Regions from separate parts of the Ovis aries genome. Here region 1 is linked to region 2. The links are chromatin contacts, called in public Hi-C maps. All regions are on one chromosome and are shown on one strand. Each heading gives the region's core, a stretch centred on a gene start, on an enhancer-like site or on the middle of the called end of the contact. The rest is flanking DNA. Distances are from core to core; before and after follow the strand shown. Region 1 holds the start of MAP4K5 (mitogen-activated protein kinase kinase kinase kinase 5). Region 2 holds the start of DMAC2L (distal membrane arm assembly component 2 like).

Region 1 (4,451 bases), core at 1,047-3,546, 210 kb before region 2:
TCAAACTTTTTATTGCCTCATTCATATCAAACACTGTGTTTCAAGAATAACATGCCTAAAAGATTGTCAGAAAGATATTTGTTTCAAAGAGGGAATTCAGAGTTTCCACTTTAGGAAGGCCCATGAGATAAGTTTTCTTAAACTCTTAGTAACAGGAAAAGATGCACCTCTCTCTTGATCAACTGGTTTATTATGATCTCAAAAACACTATAAAACTTTCTGCTTCGGCCAATTTGTTGTATTGTTCTGGTATCCCATTCTTCCTTTCTTTAACATCATACCTATTTCCTCATTTTTATCTTATGTTATAGAATGCATTTTCTGTATTCTGCCTCAAATTCTCTGAGGAGTAATGCAAGTATTAATAAATTATAGACTAGAAAAAGGATTAATGCTTATAGGGTCAAAGGGAAAAATAAGAATCTATGACAGTAAATAAGTACTAGGATACCAATAGAACATTTGAAAAGATTTTAAGTCATTGAAGCCAAAAGTATTTGCCCACCAAAACAAGTGCCAAGAAGCTTTGAAAGAAGGAACTGTTCTTCAACAATTTTTTCAATGCAGCAAACACATAGGCTTTGTCCATAGAACATGTAAGTCTGAGCTTACTTATGTTCCCTAAATAAGTGCCCTTTGTGCAGAGAGCACAAGAAAATACATATCTTCCCTGTCCTGTTAAGGTGTGAATTGAATTTCTACATTATGCAATTGATTACAATGACCAACAAGGAGTACACTGCCAAGAATGGAATTGAATTGGATATTCAAAGCCACAAGGCAACATCCACAACTTGCACTTTTGTGATTTTTCAAATGCATTGGCCAACTGTTAAACTGGCTTTTTTGTTCAAACCTTCACGGGGCTCTAGAAATAACTTTGCCAGTATACAAACTGGTAAGGTTATTTCTACCTTCAGAACAAGACCAGAACTGAAACCGCAAACAGCCTGCGAAATACCAGCCAAATTACTTCCCTAAACTCCTGTTCCATATTTTGTACATTGTGAAATATTTTTAAACCTCATATTTTGATAACCCTCTTTATAATCCTGTAAGATGCTTTATAAACACTCTCTTGGGTGTCAGAGGCAAAACCCTATCCTCTTCAAGCTGCAGACAGGGAGATATTGCCAAATCCGACGTCTTTCTTGTCCCGGGTCACATACTGAGGAAGCGGTAGAACCAGAACCAGGTTGTGGTCCCTAATTCTGTCTCAGCTTCTGCAAAGCTCCTGACTCAAATAAAGGAGCAATATCCGCATTGAGACACCGCGTGTGCCCAACTGGGATACTGGCCACTGAGACTTCCTAGGAATTCAGACTTTCAGAAATGTCTCGGGAAAACTCACAGAAGACAGGTTGCGCAGGTGTGTAGGGAAGCCTCAAACTGGTACCACTGGGAATGATTTGCAAAACAGGACGGTGCAGTAGGGTGTGCCGCGATTTAGTTAACCTGGCACTTCCCACCTCCTTTCCTGGCGCCCCACTGCCAGCTGACTCCTGGCCCAGTGCCCTCAACGTACCTTCTCTGAACTGGGCGGGGGCCGCGTTCCCGTCTCCCTCGTGCCCACCCTTCTCCCGCTACCCGTCACTCTCCAAGTTTACCTGACAAAGCAGGGGGCGGTTTAGCCGAGGCGCGTCCGCCCACGAATGCACCGGGGGCGTCCCTAACACCCGCGGGTGGGGAGCAGAGCCCGGCCCGGAGGGACGCGCCGGGCGAGGGGGCGCGGCGGCCCGGCCGGGAGAGTGTCGTGTCCCGAGCAGGCCTCAGGGCGGCACTCTGGCCCCGCGGCCGGCGCGCTCGGGCGGGCCTCTGGGCGCCCGACCCACGCTGGCCGGGAACGTGTCTCCCGGTGACGCAGCCCCGGGTGGGGAACGTGGTGCGGCGGCGGCGGCGGCGACGGTACGCGCCTCGGCCGCCCGCGAGAGGACGTGCGGTGCTGCGGGAGGCGACGGCGGTGGCGGCGCGGGACCTGGAGCGGCCGGCGGGAGCCGGGAAGCAGGACGCAGGCGCGGGCGAGGAAGTAGGTCCCGGGCGCGGCGCTCAACAAAGAGCGGGGCCGCCCCCCTGAGGTATCCTGCCGACCCCGAGCGCCCGCGGGCGGGCAGACCCGGTCCGGCAGTTCGCGGGCGGCCTGGGAGGGGGAAGGGCCGCGGCCGGAACGCGGCGGCGGGGCGCCAGGGACAATTCCAGGCCGGCTGGTCCGCGGTCCCCGGACGGGCGGAAGGGAAGGGGCTGGGCCGCTCGGGATTGTAGCCTCTGCTTGTCCCTCGTGCAGGCGGAGTTGCGGGCAGAGGCTCCATGTTGGGAAGCGGCGCCGCTCGTCCTCGTTAGCGGGAATCGGGGCGCCGCGGGCAGAGCCGGCGGGGGCCGGGCCCTGAGTGAAGATGGAGGCCCCTCTGCGGCCTGGGGCCGACATCCTGAGGCGGAACCCGCAGCAGGACTACGAGCTCGTTCAGAGGGTCGGCAGCGGCACCTACGGGGACGTCTATAAGGTGAGGCCGGCCGGACTCTTTTCCTGCGGTCAGCGGGCTTCCTGGAATAGGCCACTTTCTGGGGAGTATGAGGAGGGGGCAGGATGCTTTTATCATTGCATCTTGGAGATGCCGCGGCCGTGGTTCAGTGTGCTCGGTTTCAGGGCACCTTCTATTCACTGCTTGCTCTAATCGCTCCAACAAGCAGAACTAATCACACCTTTGCAAACTACCTTTGTACTTTTTTGTGGTATAAAGGCTGTTTTCATGCTTATTTGTGGTATCCAGGGGAGTTCGAATCTGCTTGGGGAGTTGCACTTGAAAATGTTCTTGTCTTAGCATGGAAAAATGCTTCCTGGAAGTCGGGAGACCAGAAAGTATATTGACATTCCGACATTTGCATAAGAAAACTTTTTGATGGATAATCGTGGTTTTAAAAGTCCTGTGAAATCCCTCCTCTTCAGTTTTATCTGTAAGCAGTCTAAAAAGTGGCTTGGGCACAAACATTATCTTATGTAGAACAATGCTTTTCCCGGCAGAAGTTTCGTTATTTGTATCAGGTGATTCCTTTTTCTACTTTAGCAGTTCCTCTCTTTGGAATTTATAACATCCCATGACCAAGAGTGGTTAAGAGCTGCTGTCCTTTTAATTGTACTTGTTTGCTTTATTTGGAACGAAAGATGAGGATGTTACTCTCAATTTGAGATTTGAAAAAACATAAAGAGACGCAAACCCGGTTCCCCAAGTTCACTGAGTTCTTGAAGGATCAAGATGAAAGAGATTGTTTCGGATTGTCTTATGCTTTTTGTTGTGTTTCAAAAAGGAATCTCTACTGCAACTCTTGTGGATGTATTGCGGGAAATTTTCCTGGATTTGGAACAGCTTTGTTTATTGGATTTAATCATGTTATGTATGCCATTATTCCAAGTAACACTCCTGCTTGTCCTTGAAACTGGCCTTGTGTTATATGGTTAATTAACCAGTAGAATCCTCTGGGGTATGTTGTTTTGCATAGGTGGTAATATGGAAGAAAATCATCCTTTCTTCCTAACTTCTGTTTTTGTTAATATCCTCCTTATTAATAGTAACAATTTGAGGTTGTGCTAAGACAGCTCTAACACTGATTCTATTGAGATGAAAAGTAAAGGGTAGGATTTTTATTTAAGCAAGCATTTGCATCTTCTGTACTAGGTACTGTTCTGTATGGTATGTTGAATTGGGAGGAAGGATCCAGCTTTTGCCTTGTGAATAATTTTAATTCAAAGTGGATAATTATAATAGAATCCAGAATCCTCTTTATATAGAATTAGAGGTATAGTTAACTCTTGTTTATTCATGAATTAGCCATTTTGTGGAATGATCTTTAAAAACTTGAAATTCCTATTTGCTTTCTCAGTCCCGCTTTTTAGTCATCTTCTGTTTATGATTCACTATGTATTACTAGTTAATGTTAATCATACAGTTGTTCATCATCAATTCAGTTCATGTTAATAATACAGTAATCTGAATTCCAGTTCTTGTATATTTTCTCTCCTTCCTACTACAAGAACATTTGAAGTGTTCCCCACAGAAATCCCAAGACTTTTACCATTTTTCTTTATAAATATAACAGCTAACTAAAGCAGTTATCTGGAGCAGGGTTTTATCCTTGCCAGGGAAAGCAAAAGGTTATATTAAGGGGGCAGCTAAGATTACTTTTTACCCTGGTGCCTCCCTGCCCTATCTCTCTTCTACAGTTCCTAAACAGAGGATCAAAGACTGAATATTTATCATACAGCACCTTCAACTGTCAGCTCACACATGATCCCTTTCTCTTATATTCATGCTCCCTCACTTTATGTGTATATTCATTCCGCAGCAAGCAGTTGCTGATTCCTAAACATCCTCAAAATCCTGGTTCCTTGTCTTTTGTTCTCTTTTGGTCTAATTACCTGGAATCACCTCCTTCCTAAATTTCCAACTGTTATTATCCTA
Region 2 (4,671 bases), core at 298-2,797:
TGTGTAAAGGGTACACAGGATCTCTACTGTTTCTTACAACTGCATGGAAATCTACAATTAACTCAAAATTCAAATTAAGAAATTTTCTAATAAAAAATTAAAAACTAAAAATGAATATCTTATTTTTCATTTGTGATGAACAAGCAGGCAACATTCCACATTATTTTCACAAAGAAAATATGCATAACTATCCAAGTGATAAAAACCATATAAACATAATAAAAACCATCATTTTATTGAGCATTTTACTGTGCTAAACATCTGATGAGCCTTATCTTGCTCATAAAAAGTCCTATGAGGGGGACCCTACATCACTCATAGTTCACACAGGAGGGGCTGAGGGAAAGGGGTGACTCCACTTTCCCAAGCTATGTGACTAATAACTGGAGCCAAATTCAGACAGGCAAGTAAGTTTTCCCAGCAATAAAGTCAGTGCCCATGGGGTGATCAGTGGTGTCCGGCTCTTTGCCACCCCATGGACTGCAGGTCGCCAGGCTCCTCTGTCCACAGAGTTTTCCAGGCAAAAATCCTGGAGTGGGTTGCCATTTCCTACTCCAGGGGATCTTCCGGACCCAGGGACTGAACCTGCGCCTCCTGCATTGGCACTGGAAGCATATTCTTTACCACTAAATCCAAATACAGTAATAAAGTTACATCGTTCTATTTTTGTTTTGCTCAGCTGTCCTGACCCTAAAAATTAAAAAACAAAAAACAAAAAACAAAGCCTTCCATCAAACGCTGACAACAGGTGTTAGGCACAGAGCTAGAGGATCACGTAATCTGACACAGGTCTTTCAGAGACTACAGAGCCTGCTTCCCTCATTTTATAGCTAAACAGGGGTGAAGTGACATGCACAGGTGAATCATTGTTTCCAGGCCTGCAAAGCATATTTAAAACCAGGCCAGTATTAAAAAAAAAAAAAAAAAAAGGAAACAGATCGCTAAATGACGGCAGAGACCGAGCAGTCTGTTTCATTTATGCGCTCAATATTTACAAGACCAATAATGAATGACATGTCAGGAGCCACATATATGGATGGCCAGAAAACAGCAGACTATCAGGCGTCGCCATGACAGAGCCTCGGTCTGGAGAAGGTTGGGGCTGGACTGTGCCCTTTAGTGAGCACTCCGCTCTGTAGGAGACTCATTGGAGACAGAGGTTCTCCGCAAGAAGCCGCTAGGGACGTGGGGCGGGGCTAGGAAGAGGCGAGGTTGAGAGGGCGGAGCCACGAGGGACGCGGGGAGGGGTCGAGGGGGCGGGGCCTAGCTGGAGGAAAGGAGGGCCTCTGGGCCTGCCCTAACGAGAATTTTCACCATCATCATCCCCAGACTTTGTCCTGCGGCGCCAAGTCCGCTGGGCTGTGCAGGTCGAGGACGCCTGACTCGGCGGGCCAGATTTTCAGTTAGCCCAGAGATGGGAGAAGGGAAAGGGGAGAGGGTGACCACCACTAGTCCCGCCCCTCTCGGGGCCTAGCTCCTCTACTCACGGCGGCAAAAGGAAGGAGCAAGCTGGCGTCCCCAGCGTCTACGGCGGCGCAGGCCTGCCCTTCGCCCTCCGCCGCGCGCGTCCATTGGCCACTGGCGGCTGCGCCCACGTGGGGCGAAGGTGCGCCCTTCATTGGCCTCTGCCTGGGGGGCGGGGCTAGAGGGCGCTGGGACGCGGGCATTGCAGGTCTCAAGGGCTGGCTTCTAGAGCTTGAGGCAGGGAAAGGGGCCCAGACGATGGGACCCGCGCTGCGTTACCTGGGCAGTGTCTGCGGACGGGCCCGCGGGATTTTCCCCGGGGGCTTCTCCGCGGCGCGCACACCCGCGTCGGGGAAATCCCGGCTGTTGTGCCAGGGTGGCCGCAGAGCCAGCACCAGGTGAGTACCCGCTGGCCCGCCCCCCGCGGTCTGCGCTGCCTCTCTTGGAGGTGCCTAGTGCTGGACCTCTGCCTCTGCTCTTCTTCGCTGTCCTCGGCGAGAGAGAAGGTCGGGATCCTGTGAAGCCCGGGCTCCAGCCTCAGATCCCAGGAGCTATCTGGCTGGATCACTCGTAGGCTTGTGGGCGAGAGGAGAAGAATAAGAAAGGCAGTGTCGAGTAGAGGTCAAGAACAGTCCTGGCTTTGAATACAACTCCACCGCTTCCCATTCAACCCTGGGCGGGTTGCTTAAGCTCCTTTAAGGCTCAGTTGTGAATCGGAACCTAGTCTCTCGCGCAAGTGGTCGTTTTGAGGATTAAAAGGACCTCACACACTGTAAGCAATTAAACGTGCTGTTTGTTCGCTGGTCTTCCTGATGTTACTTGGAACATCTGAAACCGGTCTTAAATCATTCCGTTCCCTGGCACACACACGGCTGCATAGAGTTGTCCGTATGAGAAGCAGCTCAGCTGCTAATCAAACCCTGCAGAATTCAGCGTCCTGTGATTTGAAATGTGGAGATCACGTATGAAATTACTGTTTTTTACCTGCTCTCTGTATGGGGAGCGGTTTATGCGAAGGTTTCAAAGCTGGAAAGCTCTTGGCTCTTTTTCGGGAACTAGCATGTGGGCAACATGAGTGTGAGTGGAGCTTGGCGGAACAGAGGATGGTGTGGAAAGACACCGGAGAGGGGTTACATCACAGCAGAGGTTTTGCTTTAACTGCACGTGGAATTTTATTCTAAGGGCTCTGGGAGACTTTTAAAGACGTGATTAAATGTTGATGTTTCAAAAGTTGATTCTGGCTGCTGTGTATTAGTGGGTTGGAGGGGAATTAGTGTGGAATAGGATTTGTGATTCATCGTGTTCTTTTGGGAACCTTTTCTTAAGGGAAGAAAAGTAAGGTTAGTGAAGGTTTTGTTTATACTTTTTTAATTTTGAAATGATTAAAGATCCATAGGAAGTCCCCCTTCCCAAAGAAAACCCACAAAAACCCAGACCAGAGAGCTCTCATGTACCCTTTTTCACCCAATTTGCTCCAACATCTTACCTAACTGTAATAACTGTCAAAACAAGGAAAAGGATATTAGCACAATCCATAGACCTTGTTCAGATTTTCATCAGTTTTCCATGCACTCGTTTTTTTTTAATTGCTTCACTACTTACAGACTTTATTCTATATAACATTTAGTATCTTAAAAGATTATTTTGAAAATTGAAATTATATTAGGTAGATAGATTTGGAGGAGAATTGCTTCTTTATAATTTTGAGTTTTCCCATCCATGAACTTGGCATATCTTTTCATTTATGCATACTCATTTGTTATTTAGGAGCTTCCCAGGTGGCTCAGTAGAAGAATCCACTTGTCAGTGCAGGAGTGGGAGGAAACACAGGTTTGATCCCTGGGTCCAGAAGATCCCCTGGAGGAGGAAATGGCAACCCACTCCAGTATTCTTGCCAGGATAATACCATGGACAGAGGAGTATTCTCCATGGGATGGCAAAGAGTTGGACACGACTGAGCATGCACACACACGCCTTTGTTATTTAATAGAGTTTAAAATTTTTCTCTGTGAAGTTCGTTTTTTCTTAGGTTAATTCTTAGATTCCCTTATTGTTTTGTTGCTATGATAAATAATGTCTTATATTCTTTCAGCTGGATTTTACTTGTATAGAATATGCTCTTTTTTTTTTTTAATGCTGTTTTGTATTTCTTATCCAGTATTGGGGATTTCCCTGGTAGCTCAGATGGTAAAGCCTCTGCCTGCAATGCAGGAGACCTGGGTTCAGTCCCTGGGTTGGGAAGATCCCCTGGAGAAGGAAGTGGCAACCCTCTCCAATATTATTGCCTGGGAAATTCCACGGATAGAGGAGCCTGGTGGGCTACAGTCCAAGGTGTCACTAAGAGTCGGACATGATTTGGAAACTAACACTTTATCACTTTAGGGCTTTCCCAAGTGGCTCAGTGGTAAAGAATCTACCTGTCAAGTAGGAGACACGAGTTCAGTCCCTGAATTGGAAAGATCCCTTGGAGAAGGAAATGGCAACCCACTCCAGCATCCTCGCCTGGAAAATCCTATGGACAGAGGATCCAGTCCATGGGGTCACAAAAGAGACAGACATGACTTAGCGACTAAACAACACCAACATCCAGTTTTGGCACCTGAGTCACAGGTACTTCATAAAATGAGTTAGGGAGTTTTCAGCTTTTTAAATTTTTCTGGAACATCTTCGATGATAGAGATTATCCATTCCTTGAAATTTTGGTAAAATTTACACACTCTGTGTGTGTGTGTGTGTGTGTGTGTGTGTGTGTGTGTTTAGGTGGAAAGCTTTTGATGACTAATTTATAGCAATTGATTCCAAACTTCTATTTCTTCTTGTCTCAGTAATTTTGCTTGAGTCCCTCACCCCATTTCATCTACGTTATCAAACTTATTAGCACATAGATCTTCATAATGTTCTTTGATTAGGTTTAAGATCATTGTCATGTCTTTACATGTTTTTCCTTATATTATTTATTTGTGTCATCTCACTTTTTTCCTCATTACTATTGCCAGAGATTTGTCTACTTTATAAATCTTTGCAAATAAAGGATTTTTCTTCTTTGTTATATTTTATTATATATATGTTTGTTTTATATACATCTGTATATATTATTTTTCCTTATTGTATTTAACTTCTTGAGTTGATAACTCATTAAATTTTGGTACAGTAGTGTTTTTAGGAGTGTCTCTTGCATGTTAAAGTTCCTGTAGCCTTTTTTATCTA

Evidence for each region. A called contact is a pair of places that touch in the nucleus more often than the background predicts.
Region 1: a Hi-C map of tail adipose tissue shows a contact between it and region 2, with 6 times the contacts expected there. The contact joins the promoter of MAP4K5 here to the promoter of DMAC2L in region 2. A contact is called at or near these places in 14 of 16 Hi-C or Micro-C datasets (blood, hypothalamus, liver and 7 more).

What each region holds. Positions count from the first base shown.
Region 1 is chr7:41,661,938-41,666,388 of ARS-UI_Ramb_v3.0, reverse strand. It overlaps MAP4K5 (mitogen-activated protein kinase kinase kinase kinase 5), which reads left to right and starts at 2,296. Exons shown (of 32, transcript XM_027971724.3): 1 at 2,296-2,498. The coding sequence starts at 2,391. LOC121820086 (collagen alpha-1(I) chain-like) reads left to right here. Exons shown (of 5, transcript XM_042253122.2): 2 at 1,060-1,195; 3 at 1,315-1,369; 4 at 1,620-2,075; 5 at 2,282-2,391. The coding sequence ends at 2,384.
Region 2 is chr7:41,453,325-41,457,995 of ARS-UI_Ramb_v3.0, reverse strand. DMAC2L (distal membrane arm assembly component 2 like) reads right to left here and starts at 1,547. Exons shown (of 5, transcript XM_004010512.6): 1 at 1,488-1,547. It overlaps L2HGDH (L-2-hydroxyglutarate dehydrogenase), which reads left to right and starts at 1,645. Exons shown (of 9, transcript XM_042252308.1): 1 at 1,645-1,862. The coding sequence starts at 1,723.